2 separate regions of the Zea mays genome follow, and region 1 is linked to region 2. The links are chromatin contacts, called in public Hi-C maps. All regions are on one chromosome and are shown on one strand. Each heading gives the region's core, a stretch centred on a gene start, on an enhancer-like site or on the middle of the called end of the contact. The rest is flanking DNA. Distances are from core to core; before and after follow the strand shown. Region 1 has its middle 93 kb from the start of LOC103649836. Region 2 has its middle 3.4 kb from the start of LOC103649831.

Evidence for each region. Hi-C and Micro-C count contacts between places; a contact is called where the count stands out from the background.
Region 1: a Hi-C map of bundle sheath shows a contact between it and region 2, with 2.8 times the contacts expected there. The contact joins two enhancer-like sites. A contact is called at or near these places in 7 of 25 Hi-C or Micro-C datasets (bundle sheath, endosperm, leaf and 2 more) and 1 of 3 datasets of contacts at active chromatin or transcription factors (leaf).

Annotation. Positions count from the first base shown.
Region 1 is chr3:22,213,824-22,220,265 of Zm-B73-REFERENCE-NAM-5.0, forward strand. No RefSeq gene overlaps it. Among protein-coding and RNA genes, the nearest start is that of LOC103649836, 93 kb to the right of the region's middle. Within about 2 kb of position 3,963, at least 18 of the 20 cell types and tissues checked have an H3K27ac peak or open chromatin away from gene starts, as enhancers often do. A contact at or near this core is called in bundle sheath, where this site is marked.
Region 2 is chr3:21,980,987-21,987,492 of Zm-B73-REFERENCE-NAM-5.0, forward strand. No RefSeq gene overlaps it. Among protein-coding and RNA genes, the nearest start is that of LOC103649831, 3.4 kb to the left of the region's middle. Within about 2 kb of position 3,060, at least 4 of the 20 cell types and tissues checked have an H3K27ac peak or open chromatin away from gene starts, as enhancers often do. A contact at or near this core is called in bundle sheath, where this site is marked.

The sequences.
Region 1 (6,442 bases), core at 2,713-5,212, 230 kb after region 2:
TTTGTAATGAAGGGAGTAGTACATATAAAGATGTTGATGTTATTCTCTATATATGATTACACTTCCTCGATGTTATTCTCCATATATGATTACACTTCCTCGTTCTAAGGTGTTGTTTGATTCATAAAATGTAACGTAAATAGTAATGGTAATGATTCACACTCAAACACCGGTGATAACAAGTTTAAATAGGTCGTTATCAATTTTAGTGTGATATCTTATTACTATTGGACTTAAACAAATGTGATTTAACGTTATCAGTTACCCATTACATTATAAATATGTGAACCAAACAGCACATAATTTGTTAGTCGTTATAGCTTTATCACAAGTCAAATTCCTCTAGCTTTGATTAAGTTTGTAAAAAATGCACGAATATGAACTGCATCAACCAAGATTCATTCGGTACAACACGAAATATATTTTGATAATATATATATATATATATATATATATATATATATATATATATATATATATATATATATATATATATATATATATTTCATATTACATATGTTAGTATAATTTTCTATAAAATTTGTTAAAACTAGAGAAGTTTGGCTTCACAAAAAAACTTAAACAAATTACAATTTAAAACGGGGAAATATGACATAATGACAAAGCTCCAATATCTAGTTCTATCTAACGTCTAATTTTAATTTACATCAGTGTAGTTCAGGCCCACCAAAATAGGCGATGATGCTAACTTTCTTTGTTTATCTTCAGTTAACGAAGGAATTTCTACCTCTTGGAGCAAACATGGGAAGATCCCTTTAACAACATTTCTTTCAACAAGAAAAAAAAAGATAGTCCAGTAAATGTTAGGGTTACATAATAAACACATCCACCCTTTCCATTAGTTTTCCTCCGATTATCTAGTTTTATTATGTTTAGGCACAAGAAAGCATATGAACTAAGAAGTATTGGTTGTCATTTCTCCAGATCCTAGAGTGCTATGCAAAAACTAAAGGAACAATAGCAGGTTGCCAATTGCCAGCAGTATTAATTAACAAACAGATTCATCGAATTTGCAAGTTCATCTACAGAAATGACAAATCACGTATTTCATTTCACAAGGTTCAAGAAAAGCTGCATTAACATAGCATGACAACAAGATATAACTTCAATAACGATATGGTATAAAGTGACAATTAGAAGAGTGTATAAAGTTATTCAAATGGGTAAAGTAGCACTAGGAGAATCAGATCAAACCAAACCTAGTTGATTAACAGATGCCCTACAAAAACAACCTAGTATTATGTATGCTCTACGCTACTTATCATGTGCTAATTCACACCTAAGCATGTTCCAATTCATTACTCATAACAGTAAAAGTATATGGTCCCAGGTCAAGACCTACTCAACTATTTTCCTTGGCATTTAACAGAAGATCAGCACATGGCCACATACATAGGTTTAGGTATAGTATAGGTAAACCAGGCATGAGATGTACAGGTGATCCAATTATTATCTCCACCATTTGCTCTATCAACTAGGAAGTCCAACAATTCCGTCAAAGGACATAAAAGAGTAACAGATTTTGCCACCTTAGATTATCATGCAGCAGGTAATTCAAGACCTAATTTAAAAACTTAATCTATACCTTTGTTGCAAGATTGTTATAAAAAGCGTTTAACCATGAGAAAACCTGTTCAAACTAATCACCGCAGCACTTCACTCTGGTTCTTCTAGATGATAGTACAGGTTAACAGATGCAAGAAGTTAAACAACCTTTTAAATAGTAACAAAACAAGTTTTCAATCCTTTGCCAGAAAAGTTGACTGGCATACCATAATAAAAACAATAACAAAGCTTTTAGTTCCAAACAATTGGGATAGGCTAGAATTAAAACCCAACAGAAGCCACAAATCACTGGCATACCAGAATAAGAAAATAAAATCATATATCACTTTCATGTCCTTATCAAAGAAGCTCTGAGGATCTTCTAAATTAATTTTCTGAAGGACGAGATAACGTAGAGATTTCAACATCTCTACCCACAACATGGCACACTACTAAACTTTACCACATCGAGTTGATGAAAACGAGTTGTACGGACTGAGATAAAAAACTATGACCTCTTTGCAGGGAAACTATCCGCAGCAACAATGACAGATGGTATGAATATGAAATTTCCAAGGATAAAACTGCAGGAGCCTTTTGGAAGTAACTCAGTAGTCAGTACGCTTACGTGCATAGTTCAAAACTGCAAATGACCACATCCAACACTTCAAATGATATTGGTGCGTATCAGGTTTCTTTCAGAAGTAAACCCAAGCATTTCACGGATTCTCAAGCATTCAAACCATGTGGAACTTGTACTTCTGCCCAAGTTTGAATCTTTCAATACTACCACTAAAACCCTTAAGCACAAGGGTTCTCACAGCACCCACTCCTTGCTCCAAAGCAGCGTCGATCTTCATCAAATTTATAAAGCACATTTAAATCAACAATCCAAGAGCAGCTATATCACATAGTTCATACTAGAAAAGGGTGGACCACTACAGAATGAATAACTCGAGGCTTCAGTAAACAACAGTTATCGTAGGGTGATGAAGTAAAGTTTGAGAATCCTAATATACTCTTTTCCAGAACCAACTCTGCAAAACTCCCCACCCCACACACCCTTATTAAGGGCAGTTTGATTTGTTGTTGTGAACACACCTCTAGCTGAGTTGGTTAGGTGATTCTAGAAGCACTCCTCAGATTCTGGATTTGACCCTGTGCAAACGAATTGCAGGCAACACCAAAGCACAGGTATAAGGTTTGGCCCAATGTCATGGTTATTCTCATATATGCTACAATGTCATGGTTGTTCTGATGACAGGTAAGGACAGCCCAAGAAAACTAAAGATGAAACGCAGCATAAAGAAGGAACGTGGAACCTAAGCAGATACAATCCAGGTGATCAGGGGTTTTAGTTACCAATTCCCAGTAGCGACATGGACTGGATTGTGTTCATCGCGATCCCCTCCTCTAACGCGATGCGATCAACCATCTCAAACCCCACATAATCGATGACACGAGCACGCGCACAATGGGACGGAGAGCGAGAAGTGAGAACCACCACCTCGAAGTTGCGGGAAATGGGAATACGAACGAACAAGTGTGACAACGGTTCTAACATTGTGCCGCGTGCCGTAGTACTTGTTGCCTGGGTTGCCAAGGCCGGCGATGAGACAGTGCGTGTATTCCACCGGCCCCGCCGCTGGGGCGGGGTCGGGGACGGAAGCGATGACGAACAACCGCGAACGGCGGATGGGGTGGTGAGGATCCTGCGTGGCATGTGAAAGGAGGGAGGGGGTGCGGGGAAGTGGTGGCCATGGCGTGCAACGACATGGCGAACGGGCGGGCGAGCGGTCGAGAGGAGGCGGTGGCGGCGCGCCGGCGCCGAACCCAAACGCGGAGCCGCGGAGGTCGGCAGAGGATTTGGTTTGTTGGGGAGCAACAGAATGGGAGAGGATTGATGCTGCTAAAATCTCACGCTCTTAGATCCAAAAGAAGTTAAAAATTTTACCCCAAAAATTGATTATTAAGAGTAGGTTAAAAAATTTTAAAAATAAATTATGATGGATAATCCAACAGTTCCTTTAAATATAATATGTGGCACAATCTGTATGGTCGTCGAAAGGTCATTGATCTGCTACGTTGAAAATTGAATTGGGGATGGATGAAACACACCAAAATACGAGGGAGTGTAAGTTATAAATACGGGACGCTAATTTTTTGGAGGAAGAATGAGGTAGCTGTTGGAGTAAGAAAAACTATTATTCTTGACTAAAATCTGTTTTGGGGTTAGTTTACATATCCTTTATATCCTTTTAGAGTTGCTCTTAGCTTTTTTTTTCTTTCTAGCAACGAAATTCGGAAGGGAACGCGAAAAGGAAAAGGTAGATCAGTGAACCTGAGCGGGAAGCCCGGAAGCGCAGAAGTACGGTTCGGACTGGAAGGAAGTAGATTGGCAGTGGGCCTGAAGGTGAGTCATGTTGGGTTGGGCTCTTTTGGTTGTGGGCTTAACTGCTAGAGAGATTACCGTGCGTCTCTGAATCCAGACTTTTTCTGGTTCGGTGATTGTTTTTCTGGTCCGGTTATTGCGGTTTAGGGTTGTTTGCTACATCTTCGTCAGATTTAGGTAGTGTTTGGTTGAGTAGCTAAGTAGAATTAAGTCGTTCCATTTCTGATTTTAGGAACGGAGTCGCTCTGTTCTGTGTTTGGTAATCTGGAACAGGACGGCACTGTTTTTTGTTTGGTTGCAGAGTGAACGAAACGAAGCGTGACTGTGCGAGCGGGCTGGGAACGGAGCGGCTCCGTCCGGTTGATTTTTTGGAGCGGGATGGTTCCGGATCTGAGGAGAATATTACCTAATTGGAGTCATTCCAATTCTAGTTACTTTGTAACCAAACAACAACAAAACTGGGACAGAACGGCTCCGTTCTACTTGGCTCTTCAACCAAACACTACCTTAGATTTACCATAACTAGTTTCAAACCATAAAATTGTATTTAAACGATTTATTTCTATAAACTTCTTATTAGGATCTTTTGACTCTAGATTTTAAACCATATATATGATCTTATTAGGATCTTATTAGATTTACCATAAATAGTTTTAAACCATATATGATCTTAAAGCATCTCCAACCAAGAGTTCTATAATTGAGCCCTATATTTTGTTTTTTGCTACTCATTGAAGATGTTTAGAGTCGAAACATCAAACAACATACTACCTCCGTTCTCGAATATTTGTCGTCCGCTAGTTTATTTTTGAACTAATTGACGACAAATAAAAAAGAATAGAGTATTAGTTTACAGGCAACAACTGTTATGCAAGCAGTTCTTCTGTGCAACCATGCAAGCAAACCATCTGATCCATTAGATTACGATCCAACCACATATACAACCATGGTTTGTTAGGGTTTTTTTATAAAGATTATTAAGCTGGTGGTGAAAGGGTTTAAGTGTAAAATGTGACCTATGGTTACATCACAATCTAATGGATTAAATGATTTACTTGTACGCTTACACAATGACTGCTTGCATAGCCTACTTTCCAACCCACATGCCCACGTTTACGTTGCAACTGCCTCAGTTTTCATTTTCGCGCGCGTGCAGTCAAACGGCGGCGCACTTGATCTCCATCCCGCTGCGCGTTCGGTGCCCGGGGATAGGGATGAAAACGGGACGGTTACCCGGAACTGGTATCGGATACGGGTACCAAAACGGGACGTAATTTCGGATACGGATACAGGTATTTTGTTTGTCGGGACGGATACGGGTATTACCCGGATATTGAACCTCGGATACGGGTAGGATACGGAATCATTAATACCCGGTCAGTACCCGAAAATCCCGGGTCGGATACGGGTACCCGGAATTCGGGTACCCGTTTTTCTTTTTCTGCATAATATAGTTATAAAATCATAACTTTTACATATGAAATCGGATGAAGATAAAGTTTATATGAAAATTGTAGAGCTTGAAGAGATCTATGACTTTGTAATACATCAATTTTTTGTTTAAACATATCTTTTAGACCAAAATCATTAAAATAATGTTCAAATTTATATTAAATTAATAGACTTTATCATTTTTATGTGGGTGCTTAAGATTATCTCCACGTGGGAACTTAAGGTTATCTTTTTATAGACTATTTATTAGTATTGGTAACTTATTTGTATTTTTCGGTCGATACTACAATATTTTAATGATTTAATTGTATTTTGATGATTTTCTATGACAAGAAATTAATAATACATAAATAGCCTCAAAAAATCGTGAAATTTTACGGAGATACAACATATGTCCATATGTAACCATAAAAAATGTTTGGATCATAAGATGTATAAGATGCCCACGTTTCTTTCCTTTCACTTTCACTTATTTGTATGAGTTACATGTGAAATCAGTGTAAGTATCCAAGTTTCAATATAATCAGTACTTCACTTTATCATTTTCATACGAGGACTTGAGTTATCTTCATATAAAATGTTTATTACTTTTTGTAACTTATTTGCAAATTTTGAGTGAAACTATAATATTTTATGAATTTTAAATATTGCTGTCGGGGACCATAATTAGGGGTACCCCCAAGACTCCTAATCTCAGCTCGTAACCCCCATCAGCACAAAGCTGCAAAGGCCTGATGGGCACGGTTAAGGTCAAGGCTCAGTCCACTCAAGGGACACGATCTCGCCTCGCCCGAGCCCAGCCTCGGGCAAAGGCAGCCGACCCCGGAGGATTCACGTCTCGCCCGAGGGCCCCCTCAAGCGACGGACACACCTTCGGCTCGCCCGAGGCCCAGTCTTCGCGGAGAAGCAACCTTGGCCAGATCGCCACGCCAACTGACCATATCGCAGGAGCATTTAATGCAAGGATCGCCTGACACCTTATCCTGACGCGCGCTCCTCAGTCGACAGAGCCGAAGTGACCGCAGTCACTTC
Region 2 (6,506 bases), core at 1,810-4,309:
TGATCCGTGACTGGCTGGTTCGTGCCACAGGGAGACCCACCCCCAGCCCCCGCCCAGGAGCAGCATTCCAACATGATGCCCTAGTAGCTAGGCTTGTCGATGATGCCAAAGGAGACATTGACTCCTCCATTGCTTCACTTCTAGACTAGGGTCCCCCGCCCACCCCCCTAAAAGAAAGGGATGGATTGATGAACTCCTGAACAAGAAGCAAAGCTGTTTGCTTCTTTTAATCAAATCTGTGCTTGTGCATGCAGCAATATATGTTCTTTTGGGTCGGGGGAAAACACTGAAGGTTTATTGGGGGCTTGATGAGACATGAGCACGCAGTGGATTTTTCCTATGTTGTGTATAGTTCCAACCGTTTTAGTTTGACAAAAAAAAGGGCAACGCTAAATGAGCTTTCAAGCTGCGCACTCCTTGTGTGGACAAGCATAAACAAGGTTCCAAGTTTTGCAAAGCACTAATTTGCACTGATGTGTGTTATTATCGATCGTGTCCTGGTTCCACTAAGAGGATGCATGCCAACTCGCATCGCATGCATATGCCCAAAAATGGCATATTATTCTCTTGGCCGGACCACACACACAAAAAAAAATAAAAATAAATGTATATGTTCTTATATAGCATATTGGAGGTTCTCCAAAAACACACAAGCTGACATCTTTCGGCGCACAGTCAAGTTGAGGAACATTACAAAACAAAAACAAGGGGCAGCTAGCCTGTGGCCCACAGCCTAATCACGTTCCATTCGGGGGATAAGGTTTTCTCGACATAAAACTACATCGATCAAATGGGATCATAGCAAAAGCGTTTTCAAATCTCCCCTTTTAAGATCTTGTTTGCAGTTGGGACATCTTGGCGGATATGGTGACTCACATGGGCCTCCTCAGGCCAGCCAAAGGTTTTAGCTAGCGTTTAGCTCTTTATTAGCCTTTACTACTCTCTCCTAGGGAGTGTAAGCTAGAAAAAAAACTTTCTAGATGCCATGTGTGGTCGTAAGGGGCATCAACTGAGCTAGTAGCTATAGTTTGTTGGGAAATATCATGCTTCATGACTTCATTATATTGCTTCTACTAGTGTGGTTGGGTATCCTCCTACTTAACAAGTGTGGTTTAAGAAAACCTTTTTGTGGACAAATGCTGTTTGCGTGCTAGTCATTCATTTTGTTACGTCGCCTTCTTTCAAAATTAAAGAAAGCACACCTTTCAAAAATAGGTGAACAATACTGTATGTGTCTTATGTAGCCGCGCGCGACCAAATATTCTTTCCATTCTGGATGGTGATTTTGAACTAGTTAGCAGCTTAATTTGTTATGTATAAACGAATGGAGTATTATTAATAGGACAATACATAGTACTATATATATGATTTGTACCGCCTGTAGTAGACGAGAAGGGAACGCACTACCTTAGCATTTCGTACCATTTTTTTGTCAAAGAAAGAGATCGATCATGATTCATGCAGCGACAAAACTAGACAACAAATCAAAAAGAGAACTGTACTCGTCGATGTGTTGAGTGTCCTGGTTCCCAAAGGAATGTTTAGTACCAAATTGGAGTTAGTATATGACAACTGACCAGCATGATACAAGTGACCCATATAACAAGAATATAAATCAGTACCGTATGGTTCATCTGTGTGTGCATTTATAGGAAAGTATATATAAACGTCAGAGCGTCCTATTTTAATCACACTACACTGACACACGCATCGCCAGTTCGATCAACAAGAGAGAGAGAGAAAGAGTTACAACATATATAAACCTGAAGCAACGGGAAATTAACATTTATTGTTACAGGGACCAAATACTTATAACTACACAATTAATATATATATATATATATATATATATATATATATATATATATATATATATATATATATATATATATATATATATATATCTTAGGATTGACATAGTATCACATATAGATTTTATTTGTTAGAGGAGTTACGTACAGTGGGTGAATTATTAATGGTCATTAATTAGAGATTTGTTACTGAACTACAGTCTAGCTACAGGTTCCTCCCAAATCATAGAAAGAATTAATTATTTGCAGTTAAGGATACTTTGTATGGGCTCAGGTCATTAACCCCATTGAACTTTTCCTTTGTTGTAGTTGTAGGTAAGGAGATACGGACGCTTAAGCCTCCCTCCTGTAGGAGATTCCCCACGCCCTGTTGTAGTTGTAGTTGTAGGGGCTCGCCGCTAAACGCGAGCAGGAGCAGCTGCTGGTGCTTTCCATGCCATGCCACAGGAGTTCCCTACTTCCCTGCCACTCCACAAGCTGCAGGGGTTGGCTGCCCAAGGGTCACCAGCGCCCATCCAATGTGGCCGCTCAGGGGTCACCGCGCGCAGCAGGGGTATTTTCCTGATAAAACACACAGTAATCAATCATCAGTACCATCTGTTGGTTGTAGTACAAGAGGTCAAGGATTCGCAGGTTTCTTTTACTTTTTTCTTTTTTTGAAAAAATTGTGCACAAAGTTCATTTCAGTCTTTTGTGTGTGGAAGAAAGTCACTCATTCTCAGTCTCTCAGATACATTCAGCTCACCATACATTTCGACAGCATCATACATCACTTCTTGGTCACCTTTTTCAGTCAGGCTTTCAGTTTCTGAACCACAACATTTAGCTTCGTATTCAAGGTGTCAACCGTTCTCATTCACGGTGTCGAGGGTGGGAAACAAGTCAACAACTTGTCCTTGATCATCCCAGGCTGGGATTCCCAGCTTCCCAGGCAGGCAGCTGTAGTTTTTCTTGGAGCGAGCTATGAGCTAAAACAGATTGCAGATTCTTTAACAGAGTGCTAAGTTGAACTCAATCACTCGTTTTTCTGCTGTCCAACACCAGCACAAGCAAGCAGCAAAGGAAAGGCGAAGAAGCATAGGAGGAATGAAACCCAGCTGTTGCGGCTAGCAGGATTATGCAAGAGAAATTGAGGGGAACAACGCCTGGTGCTTACGAGGCCGACGCGCTGTCGCGGTTCAGATGGAGAGCAAGCTCAGCCGCCTGCGGTTGCGTGGTTGACTGGTTGTGGTCTTGTGGAAGAAGAGGGAAGGGAAGCGCCGGCAGGGGGACGGGGATCGGCGGTTCCTTCTAATTCTTAACCATCCGATCAAGACAAATGGAGGATCCTCGTTAATTTCCAAACATTGCAAAAAAAAAAATCTCATGATCTTTATAATAATCTCGCATGAAATATTCGGTGCAACATTCAACCGCGTGCATGCATACCAAAACGAAGACAGACAGAAAAGCCAGCTAGGGACAAGTCCAAGTTGACACCACGGTCGATCATAGAGAAACCTACCGACGCAAGATTATTTATCAAAAACCGTAGCTTTACATCACCTTTCATATCACATCAGCAGCACAAGAATGTGCTGGCTAATCGAACCATACGAAGGGGTGTCAACCCCACACACTCTAGAAGGCGTGGCTAGTTTCTGGTTTTTTAAAAAAAAGGTTAACGAAGTGTTTGGTCGTCCCTTTCAGCTATCTCTTGCATGCGTCTCTTTGCTAGAAATTTCTCCATCCCCAATCTTGTGCCAATCAACAAAATACTTTAGTACTGACCGGCCCTAGCTGGCCCTTATCTCTATTTCTAGTCACCAAACAAAGCCAACTGAAATTGGCCGGCTCTAATAATCAAGTTAATTAACCCACGCTGCGCTCGGCCGGTCTAAGCTTCCCACATGCCACAAAAAAAAAAAGAAAACTCTACGCTAGACAGGTCTCGCCATGCGTCACCTACTTGTCCTTTTATTGAAGGCAACATATCCTATGTAAAAGGTTCTCCTGTGTAAACATGCTAAAACGTCTTAACAACCTTTGGATCCAGAATCAAAGGCTAATCTTAATCCCACCTAATAATCTTGTGTTTTTTCTAAAGAACCCCCTCCTGGTAATCTGGTGCGGTGGCGGTTAGGTGAGATTAAAATTAGGCTTTGATTCTGGATCTAAAGGTTGTTAAGGCGTTTTAGCATGTTTACACAGGAGAACCTTTTACACAGGATACATTGCCTTTATTAAAAGACTCATGCCTACGTGTACTTAAGCCACCAGTAGTTAACTAATCCTACAAGCTTCAAAAAAAAAACTAATCATACAAGCAACAACACATGATCCGAAGATGATGCAAGCCTAGATTTTTAAGAACCTCGTCTCATGCAATCAAAGGCCCAACTGATAGTCTTCGAGAAAAGATGATGAAATCACAGTTAAACTGTGAATAATATATAGCCTGATGAGTTGAATCATATATACTGTACTGGACTACTTAACGATGAGTTCAACAGGAATTGAGCAGGGGAAAAAAACATGGAGATGGAAAGGTCAGACGACGTGCATCTGCAGTTTTGTTAGCTATAGGCTTGTCGACTAGATCAACTGAGCTGGTGCTGCGTACATGCATCCATCCACATGACATTGACGATTAGGTTAATCTTTTGCGCTCGCCATTAAACTAAACTAATATAGCTCTAGTTGCTCGTCTGGAGACATCCTATCAAATCCGTTCTACATGCCTCCCGTACAATCATGGATTACTTTATATATATATATATGGCCGATGCTTTGCCAAATGGGGTGACTCCATAATGATCCATGTATAGTAGGGGCATAACATAATTTTATTAGCTTCGACTAGGGTTAACCCCAGTTCGTAGCCAACCTAGCCTAATCCACTTGGATATATATGATGTGAATGCGATGCGAGTATGATAAGCTAGCCTACGACAGCCCGTCGACGCGACATGCATATTATTATAGACAGGCGGGATACATGCATATATATATATATATATATATATATATATATATATATATATATATATATATATATATATATATATATATATATGCATGTATCCCGCCTATATATATATATATATATATATATATATATATATATATATATATATATATATATATATATATATATATATATATATATATATATATATATATATATACACACACATTGATTCAGTTCTTGTTGTGGGTTTGCTTTGTACTATATTGTTAGGTTATGCAGGAGTCAAGTTGCCGTTGATAGGAGAGCGTGCATGTATATGTATATATACTTGTACTATACAAATTCAGTAACGAAAGGCGACCAATGGTATACGCACGACGTAACCGTCGATGGTTATTCTATATATGTCTAGGATACAATTTATCACCGACAATTGTGCCTTATAATACGGTCTCCAGAGGCGGAGAACGGGGGTGGAACGAAGAAGGGGACCAACGAGACCAGCTAGTGGGGGCGAATAGAAAACTTGCCAAATAAAAAAATAGCAGGTAACCCCCCACTTAATAATACTATATGTGATACGAATCTTAGGATGATCTATATATCATCATCCACCTCCCTGTGGAGGCGCCACTCCACTACTGTGCACATGTTGACTCGCTAATCCTTGTTAGTTTAGGTACGTTCCAGGGATTAACAAAAGCTAATAATCTTTGTTAGTCTAGTCGCACTCGCACCGCATGTACCAGTACCAGTAAACAAAACCCCTAGCGTAAAGCGCAGGCGTACGCGGCCCCTAACCCTATTGGCATGCATGCATGAGCATGAATGACTGCGTGCGTTTCGTACGTGGCTGCTACCGCCGATGCAGCCAATGGGAGATCAGGGAGTGCAGGCCACGTGTTGAGGTTCCGTTGGCTGGGGGCGGTCCAACCGCGGCGCGAAACGTGGACGCCGGAGTTTCGATGCATGCGGAGCCTACGTGGCCCCGCCGCTGGACCGGCCCAGAAGCGTGGGCCCCAGCGAGCGCGATCTCGATGCGGGGGGATTCTCCGGACATTACCATAAAAAGAAAATTCTGTCACTTCTGTTCACGGCACTGTTTTTACGTAAGTAGTACTCGTATTCGTTTATTTATCTATTATATAATTATCCAGCTCTCGTCCGTCAGTGCTTGTCCACCGGAATGGCAGAAGCAGGTTACGTAATTTACCCTGTCGGCCTTATAGATAAATAATAAATAATATCAAGCTAGCTTGATGCATGGTTTTGGTGCCTGCTAAGGCCTTGTTCGGTTATTCCCAATACACATGGATTGGATGGGATTGGAAAAAATTCTTAAGAAATTTGACTTGTTTGGGATTCAAACCCATCCAATCCCACTCAATCCACATGGATTGAGAGCTAACCGAACAAGCCCTAAATTAAAATAAAGTTGGCAAGACCAAGAACCGATGGACCATATTGTCGACACGCAAGCCCCCAACCCAACGGGGAAGGCACACGCTGAGCATGCAAACGACAGAGGCTCATAGCGCACGTATGCCGGTCACTTGGATCGATCTCTGCAAGGCAAGGCAAGTACATGGCACATATTGTCGCATGCTTTTCTGGTCCCGATTGACAAGTGAGTACCGGCCCGGCCGGAACACCACCCACCATCTGTGCTGGACGCCTGGACTGCTGGTGACTGGTGCGCACTCTCTCGCTCCGACGAGACGCGCGCCTCAACGTGTGTGCCCGTG